Regions from separate parts of the Gossypium arboreum genome. Here region 2 is linked to region 1. The links are chromatin contacts, called in public Hi-C maps. All regions are on one chromosome and are shown on one strand. The core of a region is the stretch at or near the end of the contact, and the rest is flanking DNA. Distances in the headings are between cores, read along the strand shown.

Evidence for each region. A called contact is a pair of places that touch in the nucleus more often than the background predicts.
Region 2: a contact with region 1 is called in a Hi-C map of leaf, with 2.5 times the contacts expected there. The contact joins the promoter of LOC108457786 here to the enhancer-like site in region 1. A contact is called at or near these places in 2 of 5 Hi-C or Micro-C datasets (both in leaf).

What each region holds. Positions count from the first base shown.
Region 1 is chr4:119,402,067-119,409,839 of ASM2569848v2, forward strand. It overlaps the pseudogene LOC108458959. Among protein-coding and RNA genes, the nearest start is that of LOC108457676, 13 kb to the right of the region's middle. Within about 2 kb of position 4,570, at least 2 of the 2 cell types and tissues checked have an H3K27ac peak or open chromatin away from gene starts, as enhancers often do. A contact at or near this core is called in leaf, where this site is marked.
Region 2 is chr4:119,444,475-119,452,247 of ASM2569848v2, forward strand. LOC108457786 (F-box protein SKIP23-like) reads left to right here and starts at 2,958. Exons shown (of 2, transcript XM_053026585.1): 1 at 2,958-4,188; 2 at 5,424-5,521. The coding sequence starts at 2,998. The coding sequence ends at 5,432. LOC108458961 reads left to right here and starts at 7,524. Exons shown (of 3, transcript XM_017758345.1): 1 at 7,524-7,773. The coding sequence starts at 7,524.

The sequences.
Region 1 (7,773 bases), core at 3,320-5,819:
GGTAGTGGATGAACAACTGTGAAGAGCCACAGAATTTTGTTTTCTAAGGATAAGCTTCGATGACGGATTTCTACACGTATGGGTTTAACAGTGAATCGTGTAAAACCAAATTGTCGAAGAACATAGCTCCATTCCTTTAAGGTCCTCTCTTTCCCTTTATTAGTAATAGCCATCATTGTTATGTCTAGCATCAACCCGACGACACCTAGCTCATTGCCTTCTTTATCTTCTTCAAGAACTGCTTCAACGATTATAACCTTCCCTTTATCTTCTTGAATGGCTTATCGACATTTTTTTAGCATTTTAATGCATTCCTCGTCGTCCCAATCATGTAATACCCACTGCAGTTTGCAATGTATGGATTAATCGTATAAGACCATATAATGAAGGGAAAGAAAATACTAACCATGAGAAACGCTGCGTCGGCGTTTAGGATAGACATGAACATGTCTCCTCCTACGTTTTCAATGCTATCGGATTTTGGTACAAAGGTGAAGACATGAGGGAGATCAAAGTTGATGCCTCGAATCCATGGGAATGTCTTAACTAAAAGGATCAAAGCAGTCCCGTTACCATCACCAACATCGACTAGGCTTTCGACTCTATCGAAGACTTCGGGACATCCTTCGATTGTCGCTTGCACCGTCAGTCTAGCATCGCAATCCATGGCGTTGTTAAAGAGTTCGCTAAAGTCGGGGTTCACCGGCGTAGCTCCATATATCTTTCCCATTTGCTACTTCAAATGGTGAGATATTATTACCGGTTTCAAGGACTCGAGCACTGAGACAATGCCATGGTGCTAAGCAAGTAGGGCTGTACATGAGCAATATGAAAGCAGCCATGGATTTTCTCCACCTTTTATCAAACGACGAGACAATGGCGTCGATGAGAAGCCTACAGTGTATTGGTTGATGGGTTCCTGTTTGAATATTCGGTAGTGGACCATGATCCTCATAATGCGATGAAGACGCGATGGTTCGCATCGGAGGGCAGTGGCTAGCTCGGATAGTGGCATAGGGCTTCCATAGTTTTCAATAATGTCGGATATCCCAAGCTCAACAGCACATTTAACGACAGCTATTTTAACATATCCTAACACATAATTCCAAATCTCTACGTCAGCTCTAGCTTCTTCTTCCTTTATTGTCACTTCCACATCTCCCAACTTTTTTTTAAAAAATTTTTTATTTGAGAACTTTTGGTAACTGTATGCCCAAATCTTGACTATGAAGCTACGATTTATAGAAGTAAAAGTATTGGTTTGAACTAGGTCACAGTTCTTGAATTTGAAAATATCTTGTCAAATATGCTCCTACCCACAAAAAATTATTAGATTAATTTGGCAAAAAAATTACAGTGCAATTATTTAAGGTGTACCAAATAGTATATGTAAGTTAGATTTTGGTTAACTTTTACCATAATGTACTTCAATAGTAATTTATAGATTTAATCTTTATACTTCTTGAATTGATTAATTTCTGTCATATTTTAAAAATTGAGCTAGAAAAAATTGGACTAGTGGACCAAGAATTGACACGCTATAACTTTTAATTAATTTTTTTAAATTATAATAAAATGAATTATTAAAAAATAAGAAGAAAGTCTAATTGGATTAGAGACCTGAATTTGACCCATTCTCTTGTAAATTATGATAAAAATGTCACATCTCAAAATTAAGTTAATAGAAATTAGAATTTCTTATGGTTTCGTGGGATATTCTCACATTTTTCTTGCCTTTTACTTTGGCTGCCCACTACTTTTTTTTTTTGCTCATTAATGGTAGAAAACTACCAAAGAACAGAAAATAACATACAAAAACATCTTATTAACTCCACCTAGCCCCAATCAACCAAAAAGAACCACACATAAAACAGAGCCCATCAAAAACACCAAACAAAAATGAAATCCCCTCCAAAAATATCTCTCTCTGATCAAAAGACACAACAACCAAACAATGAGAGTCCACCCAAACAATGAAATACCATCTAGACTCATACAAAAGCACGCCCAGTTCTCAAACATTCTAAAAAAAAAAAAAAAAAAAACTAAACCAAACTCACCACCAAGCCTTAAACAAAACATGGCCTACTCATACCAGCAGTTGCTAGTGTTTCAGCCATTTCATTCTCGTTTATATTAGCTATAGAAAATGATATCTTTCCAACACAGGCAATCCTCCTTTCTAAGCCTGCAAATATAGCTCGTTTCGGCCATGGTCTCCTTGTTTTATCCAAAACCCAGTTAAAAACCCACCTCGAGCCCATTTCAACAATTAAAGAGCCTCCCTTCCAATCTAACTCAGAAAAAATGTCCAACGCTGTAATGACAACTCCTAATTCAGATGTGTCAGCATCACTATCATCACAAGGGCCCGAGAATATAGCTCTAACACTACCTACCGTGTCACTCATCACGCCTTCACAGCCCGAAGCGCCCACCATCTCCTCCAACGCCCTTTGAAATGATTTTTAAAAAATTCATACACTCTCTTGTTTAACTCTCTCGGATTATTGCACCAAGCATTCCCAATTTTCATTTTGTATATCGTTCTTCGCTTTGCTTTTATTTTAACAGCTCTGTGGAAAAACGTTGTGTTCGCATCTCCTTCTTTCAACCACATCATTCTAGATTTCTGACGCCATAACGATTCTTTGAATTTTAATGCGTTCCAAACATCCGAATTCAATCTCTTAAGCTCTTCCATATCACCCTCACTCAGTCTTCTTTGTTCACTAATTACATCTAATTTCTTAATCATTTCTTCACATTCTACAATGTTATCTTCCAACATATTACAATTGTTCCTATTCCATTTTCTCAAGACCCCTTTAAGCTTTCTCAAATTTCAAGCAACTTGAACATCCAAACATTCCATATTGATCCATTCCTTCTCAATCAAGTCTGCACATCCTTTTTTCTTTAACCACCCATTTATAAACTTAAAAGGCCTAGAACCCTAATCGAATTCTGTGTCTGCTAATAGGATTGGAATGTGATCAGAAAACTGATCTCTTTAAACCCAGCTGTTGAAGATCCTTGATCTTAATCAGCCAAAAATCTTCCAGCAAGAACCTATCGAGTCTGTTTTTTTTGTTGTCCTATCCATACCATGTAAATTTCTTTCCCAACAAAGGCAAATCAATGAGATTACATTTATAGATAAAATTAACAAACTCTCAAGACCCCATCTCTGAACCCAAACAGTTGCTCCTTTCACTTCTGCAACGAACCACATTAAAGTCACCTCCCACGATCCAAGGGCTTGCGAACTGATTTCTTAACTCCATTATCACCCCCCATAAGGTACTCTGTTCCGACACGATATTAGAAGCATAAACGTTAATTAAAAACCACATCTAAATCCTCTTTAACCCATTTACCTTCAATGGCTATCACTCTGTCATCACTTCAGTCTTTAAAAAGAAATGAATTCGTTTTTATCCCACATTGTCAACAGACCACCTGACCTACCTACAGCTGCAACAAATCTAAACTCACAATTATCATCCCCCCATAATTTCCTCACATCATCCTTAATAATCACCTCTAGTTTTGTTTCCTGTATAAAACAAACGAACGCTCTAGACAGGCGACATAATATTTTTACAGCTTCCCTTTTCACCTCCGACCCCAACCCTCTAATATTCCACAATAAGATTCTCATACCCTCAACTAAATTTACTACACAACCAGAGCAAAGATAGACTTCCAAAGACAAGAATAACTTACCGACATACCTGCCTCTAGCCCATTCGAATCCCTCGATTTCCTCCCTCTACTGCCCCTCCAATCTTATAATTTCATCAATTACTTCTTCCTCATCTCCCCTCACACTAAGCCCCAGCATCTTCCCTACTTCTCAAGTTTTCTTTGCCTCCCTTAGAATTACCCTTCTACGATTGCTTATATCTGAATCGAACAACGATAAATTTACCGTTGATTCTTCACACCTTGTTATCTCGTTGCCTTTAGTGATCTTTTCCTTTCTATCCCTCTTCTGTTTTTCCTTTGTCGACAAAACACCGTTTTGTATTTCACGCATCGATCGAATTCTTTTATTCAGAGACTTTTTCTTTCTTCTGTTTTAACTATTTTGAAAGAATTCCTCTTCGATATTAAACCTAGCTTCCAATTCTTCCCTGCTCCTACTCCCCGAACCATAGCCTCCTACAATAAATTCCATTGGGCTATTACCACTCCTGAGAAGCTGCCCATTTTCACCTATAGAGCCCTGAACTAGGTCCACACTTTTATGATGCCCACTATCTACGTTCATGACCATATGGGTAAAAAGGCCCATATTTAACCCATCCTCCTTGGCCTTATCCACTACTGATCTGTTATCCACACCCTCAACAGAAACGTTTTCTTTATTCCCAAAAAACTTTTCCTCTGACATAATTCCTTCTGCGGAAAGCCCCGTGCCATCTTTTTCAATTACACCTTCTTCAAGGCTGATTGTATTTAAAGCACCTCCCTTGTCGTTTCGCATTTCCTCCTGGAGATTTTCCGATTCTGATCTAAACCCTGACTCAACTTCCGGAGATTCTCCTCCCTTCTCCTCCGACTGATCCTGAACATTCAAGGACTTCTCCCCTTCCCATTCTGATAGCCCTCTTTCTTTAATCCTAATCGGAAACTTGCAGTTGCCAACTTCCAAAATTATTAATTCATCGATCAAGTGTGGTTTATTTATAGAGATCAACATCTCCATCTTTTCAAAGTTATTTGTCCTATTCCAACTTTCCCCCATAGATATCAACTTACCCCATAACTCTGCCACTGTTTTAAAGGTTTCATAATTCCAGCAGTGTAATGGAATACCTGCCACCTCGATCCATGTTACCCTCTCTGAAACGTATCTCTTCTCCAACCATGGTTCTATTGTTATAAAATACTCCTTCAAATATGCCCAATCATTTTGTTTCAAAACTTTCATATACTCTTCATCGGGGACTTCTATCAGGAAAAATCTTCCTTGAATTCTCTTAACTGAAATCTCCCCAAGACCGAACCTAGCCAATCTATCAGCCATACTTCTTAAATTGTAAACTGTCGCTGATTCCCCCACCACACACCTTTGGAGTTTCCGTTCCAAAGCAGTTCTTCTTCCACAAAACCTTGTACAAATTTTGCTTGGTTCATCTCTAGTTCCAAAAACTTCTTGTTTTTAAGACGATTATCATTTGAACTCCCAGAAGTATCTCCCTTCTCGCTAACATATTCACTTTCCTTGGCCTCAGTAAACCTTTTTCTCCATATCGTCCTTCTACCTCTGTAACTCGCCATTTTCACTCCAATTCTATACCCTAGTAATACAAAACCATTGAGCCTGTCAATCGCCCTCAGAGCATCTGTTTCACTATAAAACCTTACAAATCCGAACCTTGTTCCAACTTTACTTTTCTTAACCGGGATAAAAGCATCTTTCACCTCGCCATGAAAACTGAATAACGCCCATAGCCCTTTCCAATGCATGGTTACCGGAATATTGTTCACGAACACCGGAAAAAAAAATTTCGAATCTAAAAAACTTATTTTTAAATTGTGTAAAAGTTGGCTGCCCACTACTTTGTTTATGTGATAGTGAGTGTACGTGTGTGATAATGGGATATTCTCACATGTCCCTATCCTATTCGTTTATATGGTGCCCTTGAATCTAATCTCTCTACACAAAATTAGATACAGGATTTTTCTTTTTAGGACATTGTTACCCAAAATCAGACGCAGCTCATCACCTCATATTATCTAAAATTGTGTGGTATATATGTTTGAAGGGTGAACTCAAAAAGATATTTTAAGAAAATAATAATAATAATTTTTGAAAAATTAAAATACAATTATAACTGTAGCGACGTAAAAATTTTGCTTTCAATCGCTAATTGAGGCAATTATTTGAAAATTTGAAAATCAACTTTCGATTTTATTAAAAAAAGGGAGTCGCCACCGATCTTTTTTCTAGGTGTGATCGGACACCTAATAAATCATCTTATTTTTTTGAAAAGAAAATTTATTCTCGAACAAAAATGAAGGTCAAATTTGGGTCTAAGTGAATATCAGAGTAAAGTAGGGTTCGGGAGTCGGTTACGTGCGAGAAAGGTATTAGCACCCTTGCGACGCCCAAAATTGGTATCTTGTAAAACATGTGTTGTCTTAATTTTAGAAATACGAGTTCAATATAACATTTAATCATGATCCGATTAAAACACGAGAAATTTCAAGTTTTTCGGTTTCTTTTGAGAAGGATGTCCCCGTTTTTTACACGAGCCAACATGATTCACCCAACATAGCGATGAAATCACGGACTTAATGTTGAAATCTGTACATTACCTTATTTTTTGAAATTAATTAAAACATGAGAAAAAATATTTCTAAGGTAAAAATTTACAAGAAATAAACGACGCAAACAATGATATCATTAATGAAAAATATTAACATGGAATAGTAGAATATTAGAATAACAATAACAATGATATTTACAAAAAATAAAAATAAAAATAATAAAGAAAAATAAAACAAATCATGTACAAATAATAAAAAATGATATATTTGGTAATAATACTATAAAATAATAATATGTACATAAAAAGATATATATATATATAAGTTAATAATGATAATAATAAAAAAGAATATATAAAAACAAATATAAGTTAATACTATTAAAAATAATATAATAGTTAATAATAGTATGAAGGGTAAACATATATAGTAAACACAATATTAAAATAATACTATAGATATGAAAATATATATATAATAAAAACACACAATAATACTAATAATGATAATGATAGTAATAATAATACTAATATAATAAATGTAATAATGGTAAAAATAATATAACAAGGATAGTATGAATAATATATACAAACAAAAATAATAATAAATAATAATATAATAATAATAATAATAATAATAACAATAATAGTAAAAATATAAAGAAAGTATGACAAAATTGTAAGGTAAGGAAAATAAAGTAATAAATAATAATATATTAAAAATAATAAATATAATAGTAAATATAATAATGTTAAAAATAATACCACATATAAAGAGTATATATATATATGATAAAATATACACTAATATTTATAATAATAGTAAATATAATAATAATAATAATATTAAGAATAGTATAAATAATATGTACATAATAATAAGTAACAATAATATAATAATAATAATAGCAAAATTAATATTACAAATACTATTTGAGAACAAAAACGACAAAAAAGGGGACAAAGTTAAGACCAAAACAGAATTCTTGGGGTGAAATTAGAAATAAAATAGGACACAGGGCCAAATTACAACGCGCGCATGACTTAGAGGGACCAAAAGTGCAATAAACTCCTTTAGATAAAACGCACAGCAGCGTGGGGGACTCAATTGAAAAGTGTAACAAATTTCAAGGTCGAGTTAAAAATCAAAATAAACTTGATTGAAGAATAATAAAAATGCGGAAGGGCCAAAAGCGCAATTAGCCCTTCCGCTATAAAAACACGCGAATCCTAGCGGGTAGGGTTGGGTCGACCCGATCCAGGGCAAAATGACGTCATTTTATGCCCTGGATCCCAAGGTCAAAACGGTGCTGTTTAGTTATGTTATAAAAGTAAAAAATTTTCTAAAAATTTCATTTCTTCTTATTTCAGAAAAAAAAAGGGGGGGCTCTCTCTCTTTTCTCTCGGCCCAGGATCTCCGGTCGCCGGGCCGATCGCCGTCCGCCGCTCGATCATCAGGTGTTGCCACTGCATACCGTGCGGTGGCGTAAAT
Region 2 (7,773 bases), core at 1,708-4,207, 41 kb after region 1:
TGAACTCGGACTCAACTCAACGAGTTCGGATGCCTAGTTACATCTCACGAACTTGGACTCAACTCAACTAGCTCGAAACTCAAATATCTTAATGACATGTCACTTGTATTCTAATCTATTCCCAAGGTTCAAACGGGCTTTTTCCTCGATCACACATATTTTCCGTCTTCAACGGAATATCGAAACCAATACTCGGTAGCAATTCATATTTAACAAGTAGCACACATAATTTGCATATTACTCAATAATAACCACAAAGCATAATATTTCATCATATTAATCATCATATCATATAAATAACATTAAATTACTTAAAATGACAATTATGTTTCCTACATTTACACCTAAACTTACCTCGGTACAAAATAAAGAAATTTTGCAATTTAGTCCATAATCTTTTCCTTTCCCCGATTAAGGTCGATTCCACGTCTTTCTTGGTCTAAAATAACACATTTAGCTGATTTAATACTCAAATTTATCAAAATAGTCCTTAAATCTAAATTTTGCAAAGTTACAATTTTGCCCCTAAACTTTTGCATATTTACACTTTTGCCCCAAAGCTAAAAAATTATTTTTTTCCCAAAATTATTATGTTTTATGACATGCTGATCATTTTTCCCTTCTATGGAAACATCAAATTCTCACTCTAACATATAGTTATAAACATTAGGTATTTTTACCGATAATGTCATTTTACTCGTTTTCACGTAAAATCGTTTAGCAAAGTGGTTTAACACAATTTAAAGCTTCATATTATACTATAAAACATCAAAACAAACGCATTTCACCTATGGGTATTTTTCTAAATATAAACCTTAGGTTAAATTATTGCTAGAATAAGTTAAATCAAGTTACCGGGACTCCAAAAACGCAAAGAACATTAAAAACGGGGCTTGGAATCACTTACTATGGAGCTTGAAACAAACCCTAGCTATGAAGAACCCTTGAAATTTCATCCTAATGAAGAAGATGGACATATTTTGCCATCTTTTTCCTTTTTTTAGTCTTTTAATTACCAAATGACTAAAATACCCTTCATTAAAAACTTTGGTTATTTCTACTTATGTATGTCCACTTTTGTCCATGAAAACCTAATGGTTTAATTCCCATTTAAGTACCTCTACTTCAATTATGCTCTTCAATTAAATCCTTTAACATCTAAAACTCATATTTATCAACTTTTGCAATTAAGTCCTAATAGGCAAATTAGACATGCAATTCATGAAATTTTCTATCGATATTCTAACACATGTATCTAATCACTCAATAAATTATAAAAATTAATCGGAATAAATTTTTCTACTTCAGAATTGTGGTTTCGAAAGCACTATTCTGTTTAGGCCCTAATTCGGGATATCACAATTTCGATGTCCTAAAATTTATTAAATTAAAGTACACAGAATAAATCTAAAGTTTTCACAAAATATATAGTCTAATATCATGATTTAAAGATAGATTTAAGTAACTTAAAAAGAAAAGGAGAATAAATAGAGCATAAAATAATTGCTAACATGTGAGAGAAAGCCTAAATTTCATTAAATTATGATTAAGTTTTCGTTTTGATCACTTAATTAAAATAACTTACAATTTGGTTACTAAATTATTCAAAAGTTTTTATTGAAGTCACTGAGCTATTAAAATCGATGATATATGGCTTTTTATGTTTGCATTGCCTACACCAATCGAAAACTCTCTTTCCTCTTCTCTTCTACAGTTTAGTCTTTTTCATGAAACAACTTTTGGACATCATGAATATGAGAACCAAAATTCAAACAGTTTTTTTTCTCTGATCTCCGACGTTGGCTGTCAAATCGACTTAGATCTAAGATATGTTTTACTACTCGTCAATGGGTATTGATCCACCATATCGATCGTTAAATCATCGCTTGGAGCTCGCTAGCAGAACTTAAAAAAAAAAAAAACTTAACAGCCTATTGACTTAAATAAAAACTTTTAAATAACTCAGTGACTTAAATGAAAACTTTCAAATAGTTCAGTGACCGAATTGTAACTTTTTTTAGTTAAGTGACCAAAATGAAAAGTTAACCATAGTTTAGTGACTAATAGTTTAGCTTACCCTACTTTAATTTGGTCAATTTTAGTACATCTTTTTTGAAGTTTGAACTTCAGATCGAATTGCAAACTATAGTAGTTAAATTCATTATGTCAAATTCTGCTATTAGTTTTGTACTATACGTAAGTTTTGGATTTAGTCTCAATTCTCCAATTTGATCATTTTAATCATTATACCTTTCTTATTTTGAAATTCTAATCATGATTCATATGGTATTTGGTATAACATTAGACATGCGATAATATGTTTGTCGTATAGAATTTTGGAAATGTCGAAATTTAACAACTAAAATTTTAAAATTCAAAAAGTAAAAGGACTTAAAATGATCAAATTAGAGTAAAAAGGCTAAATTTACAAGTTACATATATTATAGGGACTAATAGGTGGAATTTGACCAAAATCATGTTTTTAACAAAAAGGACAACTTTCTGAATTTAAAAGGTTACAATGTGAAGTTAGATTCAGTCTTGTATTTGAAAATTTAACAAATTAAGTCCTCCTACTTTTATAATTTAAATTTCACAATCTAATCATTAACATTGTTAGTATTTTTTGTCAAAATTTGTCAACTTGGCATATTAGGCTACCCTAATATGATGTGGTATATGATTGACAAAAAAATAAACATATTAAATTGAAAACTTCTAACATAAATTACCAACAACGATAATAATTGGACTCATATTTTTTAAATTGGAAAAAAAAGTAGTAGGATTGAATTTTTAACTTTTAAAGTAGAGGGACTAAATCTCATATTCTGTAAAGTGCAAGGACTAATATCACATTTTAACCAATTAAAAACTAAATTTGGCCCAACCCAAAAGCCCATCTGATTACGACCCTTTCTACTTCTACCATGGTACATAAGGCTATTTCTACAGTGTTCCTGCTAATATTCCATCAGTTTCTCGGGAAAATCTACTATGGCAGATTGGACCCAACTCCCCAAGGAACTACTAGAACTTATCTCCAAACGCCTAGGAACCCACTATGACGTCATCCGTTTCCGTTCCGTTTGCTCCACCTGGCGCTCCGCCGTTACTGCCCCCAACCGCTGCCGCAACCGCTTCGCTCCCCGTTTCCCGCTTCTCCCTATTTCCTCCCAATTCTCCCTCTCAAAGCGCTCCGTATTCCTCCTCGGATCACCCACAACTAGAACCCAAACAAACGCTTGGAGCCCCTCCTCGTGGGTAATCAAAATCGAAGAAGATCCGATGAACGGCAGAGTCCAGCTTTTGAACCCTCTCTCAAGGTCTCGTTTCGATTCTCTCCCTGATAATTTCCCCAAACCTTTAAATTTGTTGGATTTTAGGGTTCTTGAATTGGGTGAAGAATATGTGCTTCATTATTTAACTCATCACAGTGTGGGCAACTTGTACATGGAAAAAGTTGTCCTGTCTTGTTTAGAAGATAATGTTAATGATTTCATTATACTTACAATTCATGTTTCTGGGAAATTAGCAATGTTTAAATCTAGTGTTAAGAAATGGGCTATAATTCAAGACATGCCATCTCCTTTTGACGATGTGATATTATATAAAGGGAATTTTTATGCTGTTGATAATACTGGTAGGACTGTGGTTGTGGGATTGGATTTCGAGACAAATTTGATTGCTATGCCTGTTTTTGGTGGTGATAAGAAGTTTTTGGTTGATTCAAAGGGTGAGTTATTGTTGGTTGATATGTATTTGAGTATTGAATCTGAGCCCGGTTCATCTTCTTCTTCGGCCGGTTTCGGGCTCGTCGAGGAGTATTTTGAAAACCTTGCTTTGTATATGAACGAGAGGACGGTTAAGTTTAAGGTTTTTAAGTTGGATGATGTTGGTAAGCAGTGGGTTGAAGCTAAGGATTTGGACAATCGCGTGTTATTTTTAGGTGATGGTTGCACCTTTTCTGCTTCAATAGAAGATTTATCCGTGTGTAGAGGGAATTGCATAATCTATGTGGATAATTTCTTCTATTCACTCGGGGAAGAAGATGGAGCGTCGGAGCATTGTGATATAGGTGTATTCGATTTGGAAAGCGGTTCTATAGGACCATTAACAAAGTTTCCTCAATTTTCCGAGCTATTCTGGCCACCACCTCATTGGATTTCATCCACAACAGCATCGGATGTAAGTATTTTTGTTTTGCAGTGTTGAACTTTGGGTCGAGTTTTTATTTATATATAGTTCTGTATACTGTTGCAATAGCCATGAAGATCTTTAAGCATCAGAATCCTTAAGTAGAATCACGTAAAAAACTGGTGAAACTCCCTGGAAAGCTTTTTGAGTCGTGTTTTTTATGTGAGATACCGGTTCTATGGTTGATAGTGGAGGAAAACATATGCTTAATGGTATAGGCATGCTAGCTTCAAACTATGTCTTGAAATGCTATGCATCTAATGTTATCTTACTGAAAATGCCAAAGAGAAGTCTAAATCGAATGCAGATCTCTTTCATATGTCTCCCAGTACATTCTAACGGTTTAGAATTGTTTATGTTGATTTGTAGTTCCGATTTGGACAATTCCGTTAAGCGCTCTGTCCATGAGCCTGCCATTTTATATTTACTTCTTGTAAGTAGTAGTCCTGCAATAAATTTGTGCTATTTACTGCAATTTTGTTGGTAAAAGTCATGGAGCCCCTGAACTAGGAGTTATATTGCATTTTACCCCTCGACTAAAAAATGGGCAAATTAATCATTGTACGTTAGATCGAAGAGCAAATTGGTCCTTTATGTTACAAATTTCATCAATTTGTACTGTTAAAAACTGACTTGATTGACGAAATAACTAGGCAGTAACTCGTGGCCATGCTAATGTATGGAGACCAGTTTTTAACAGAAAAAATGGATGGGATTTTAAGCAGAAAGACTAGTTTGTTCTTTGATCTAATGTATAGAGAGTAATTTGTTCATTTTTCGAGTAGAGGAGGCAAAATGCAATTGGACATTTTAGTATACGGGCCTCTATGGTACTTTTACCCTATTTTCGTTCAATTAAGTCATATTTGTAACAGCATCTTAAAAGCTGGTTTGGTGAATGCTATAGGCACAAATAAACGTCGGAGAATCAGCCTAGCCTATATGATCGGGTTGTATATGGCTGATTGTCTACCTATGGTTATCGGAGAATCAGCCTAGTGTAGTACGTGTCGTACTTCTGCTTCATCATTGGGCTGTATATGGCTGATTATCTACCTATTGTTGTTCTTTGTATATACTATCCAACTGAAGCAGCTATCATACTGATCTTTTGGGAATTCAATCATAAATTTATACTTTGCTCGGATTCTTTTTTTTTTTCTGGAAATACTCGTGTGTTCAATCTTGAAGTACCCATGTTGAAGTATATTTGGACATGTGTACAGGGGATATGATCATATGGACTCTTCCAAGGAAATCTTGGAAAAATTGAACATACTTTGGTTAATAATTTCAGTTGCCAATTCAGGCTTCCCTTTTTCAACTATTGTTGTGGCCATGATATGATAATCTTGGAGTTTAATATAATTGTCCATATTTTTATGGAAACAAGTATAAAGTTCGACATCCAAAGCATTTTCATTTGTTCTCAAGTACAGGATCCTTCGAATAGACTTAATTTTTTTATTGGAGTTTAATGATAATCTTGGAAAGTTTTTTTATTTATAATTAATGTTTTGATGATATTTTTAATTATTTTTATTTTTAATTAATGTTTTTTAAAATATTTTATCTATAAAATCAAATAATTATTAAAAATATCATCAAAACATTAATTAAAAAAACTTGAAACAATATGAGATAAAAAATACATTAATATGTTTATAAAAATAATGAAACCTCAAATTCAAGGATGTAATCATATAATCATAATTATCTAATCATTTAACGAAATGAGCTAATATGTTAAAAATATTAATTAAAATAAAAATTTGAAGCAACATAAAATAAAAAATACAAATATGAGTAATAAAAGAATCAAACTTGAGACTCAAGAATATAATTACAACTATATAACCATCTAACAAAAACATTAACATTATTTAACCAACTAGCCAAAGCTAAAAGCACATTTAATTCACTGAAAATGCATCCAGTTTTCCCATAATATCCACTAAAAATGCATCCAGTTTTTACAAAATCAGCCTAATCTAATAAATTTTGTAAAATTAACAAATAATTATGATTAAAATCAACATTTTTGAATAATTCACCCAAGCTTTTAATCATTATTCCAAGGTGTAATAATAGTTTTATTTCATATTTTTTCTTTCATCCACATTGTCACATGTTCTAATATCTATAATCCATAAAATTTAAATACCAATATTAGATAAAATTTTAAACTGTTCTGTGTTTCTCAAAAAAAAATTCAAAACTGAATTAGTCAAGATAAAATTAATCAGAGTTTAAGAAAAAAAACTATATTCCATCTCATAGATTTATACATACATATATCATGAATTCGGTCAAATGCCCTCTTAAAATAGAAAAGTATAAAATTAAAAATTCATATAGTAAAATTACAATTTATCTATCTTAAAATAATAAAATTTTAATTTTGTCCTTCTAAAAGCTATAAAGCTATAATCTAATGTAATGGTGAAATTATATTTTAACTCTTATAAAAACATATAACATAATTTCGACCACCAAAAAATTTCTAGCTTCATCGCTACATATATCATCATCTAGTAAAACTTGAACGATAAACAAGGTACATAAACAAAATCAACCAAGTAGATCAAAAAGGAGAACATTTGATGTATTGTAAGTGCATAAGTTACATACACCATCAATGAATAATAACATGACATATTATCATCAAATAAAACAAAAAAAATAGTGAAGGACCTATAAACAAATATTAATAACTTTATTTAAACAAAATTAAATAATAATTAATTATAAATAAATCTTTTAACATCCTAAACCCTTAACCCAATATCTTAAAGGGAAATTATTAATATTTATTTATAACAAGTACCATTAAAGTTAATTATATTTAAATAAAATGCTTAGTATTTATTTACAAGTCAGTGAGGAATTAAATATTATTCCTAGAAAATAATAAACTAAAATAGGGCCTCATTAGTTAAATTGTACAAAGTAAGAATCAAGGTTTTTTGCCGATTGAGTTTTAGTTTGATTGGCATGAACATTATTGTTAATGTAGAATGACATAGGTTTAAGTGCACTCAAACATATCCTCATATTTAAGAACAGATATGATCGAACCTATAATGATATTTGTTAAAAAATTTATGATTTTTTAATTAATAATTTTTCTGGATAATATTTTTTAAAAAATTATTCTGGATAATATGTTTTTAGATAACTTTTAAAGAGGAAAAAATTATCAAACAAGATAACATTAATTAAAAGATCATGACTAACTAAATAATCCCATAATTGTAAACTTTGATTTCAATATACATATAATCTACATATTTAAGATCATAGAGAAAAATAAAACCAAGAAAAAGATGCATGCAGATAGTGATTCAGATGGAACGAGCATTGATGTGTCATGGGCAACAAGGTCACCATCGAGAAGACCATTTTACTATGTTCAAAGCCCTTCCAACCCTGACGTTGAAAAAATTTCATATGGTTCAAGCCCTATGGCATCACAAACTTACAATAATTATCATTACCACCAATGCTCTTCCTTTAACCATTCTAGTGAGTCATCCACATCGATGTTCTCGGTTTCCGGTAACATCCCGAGGACTC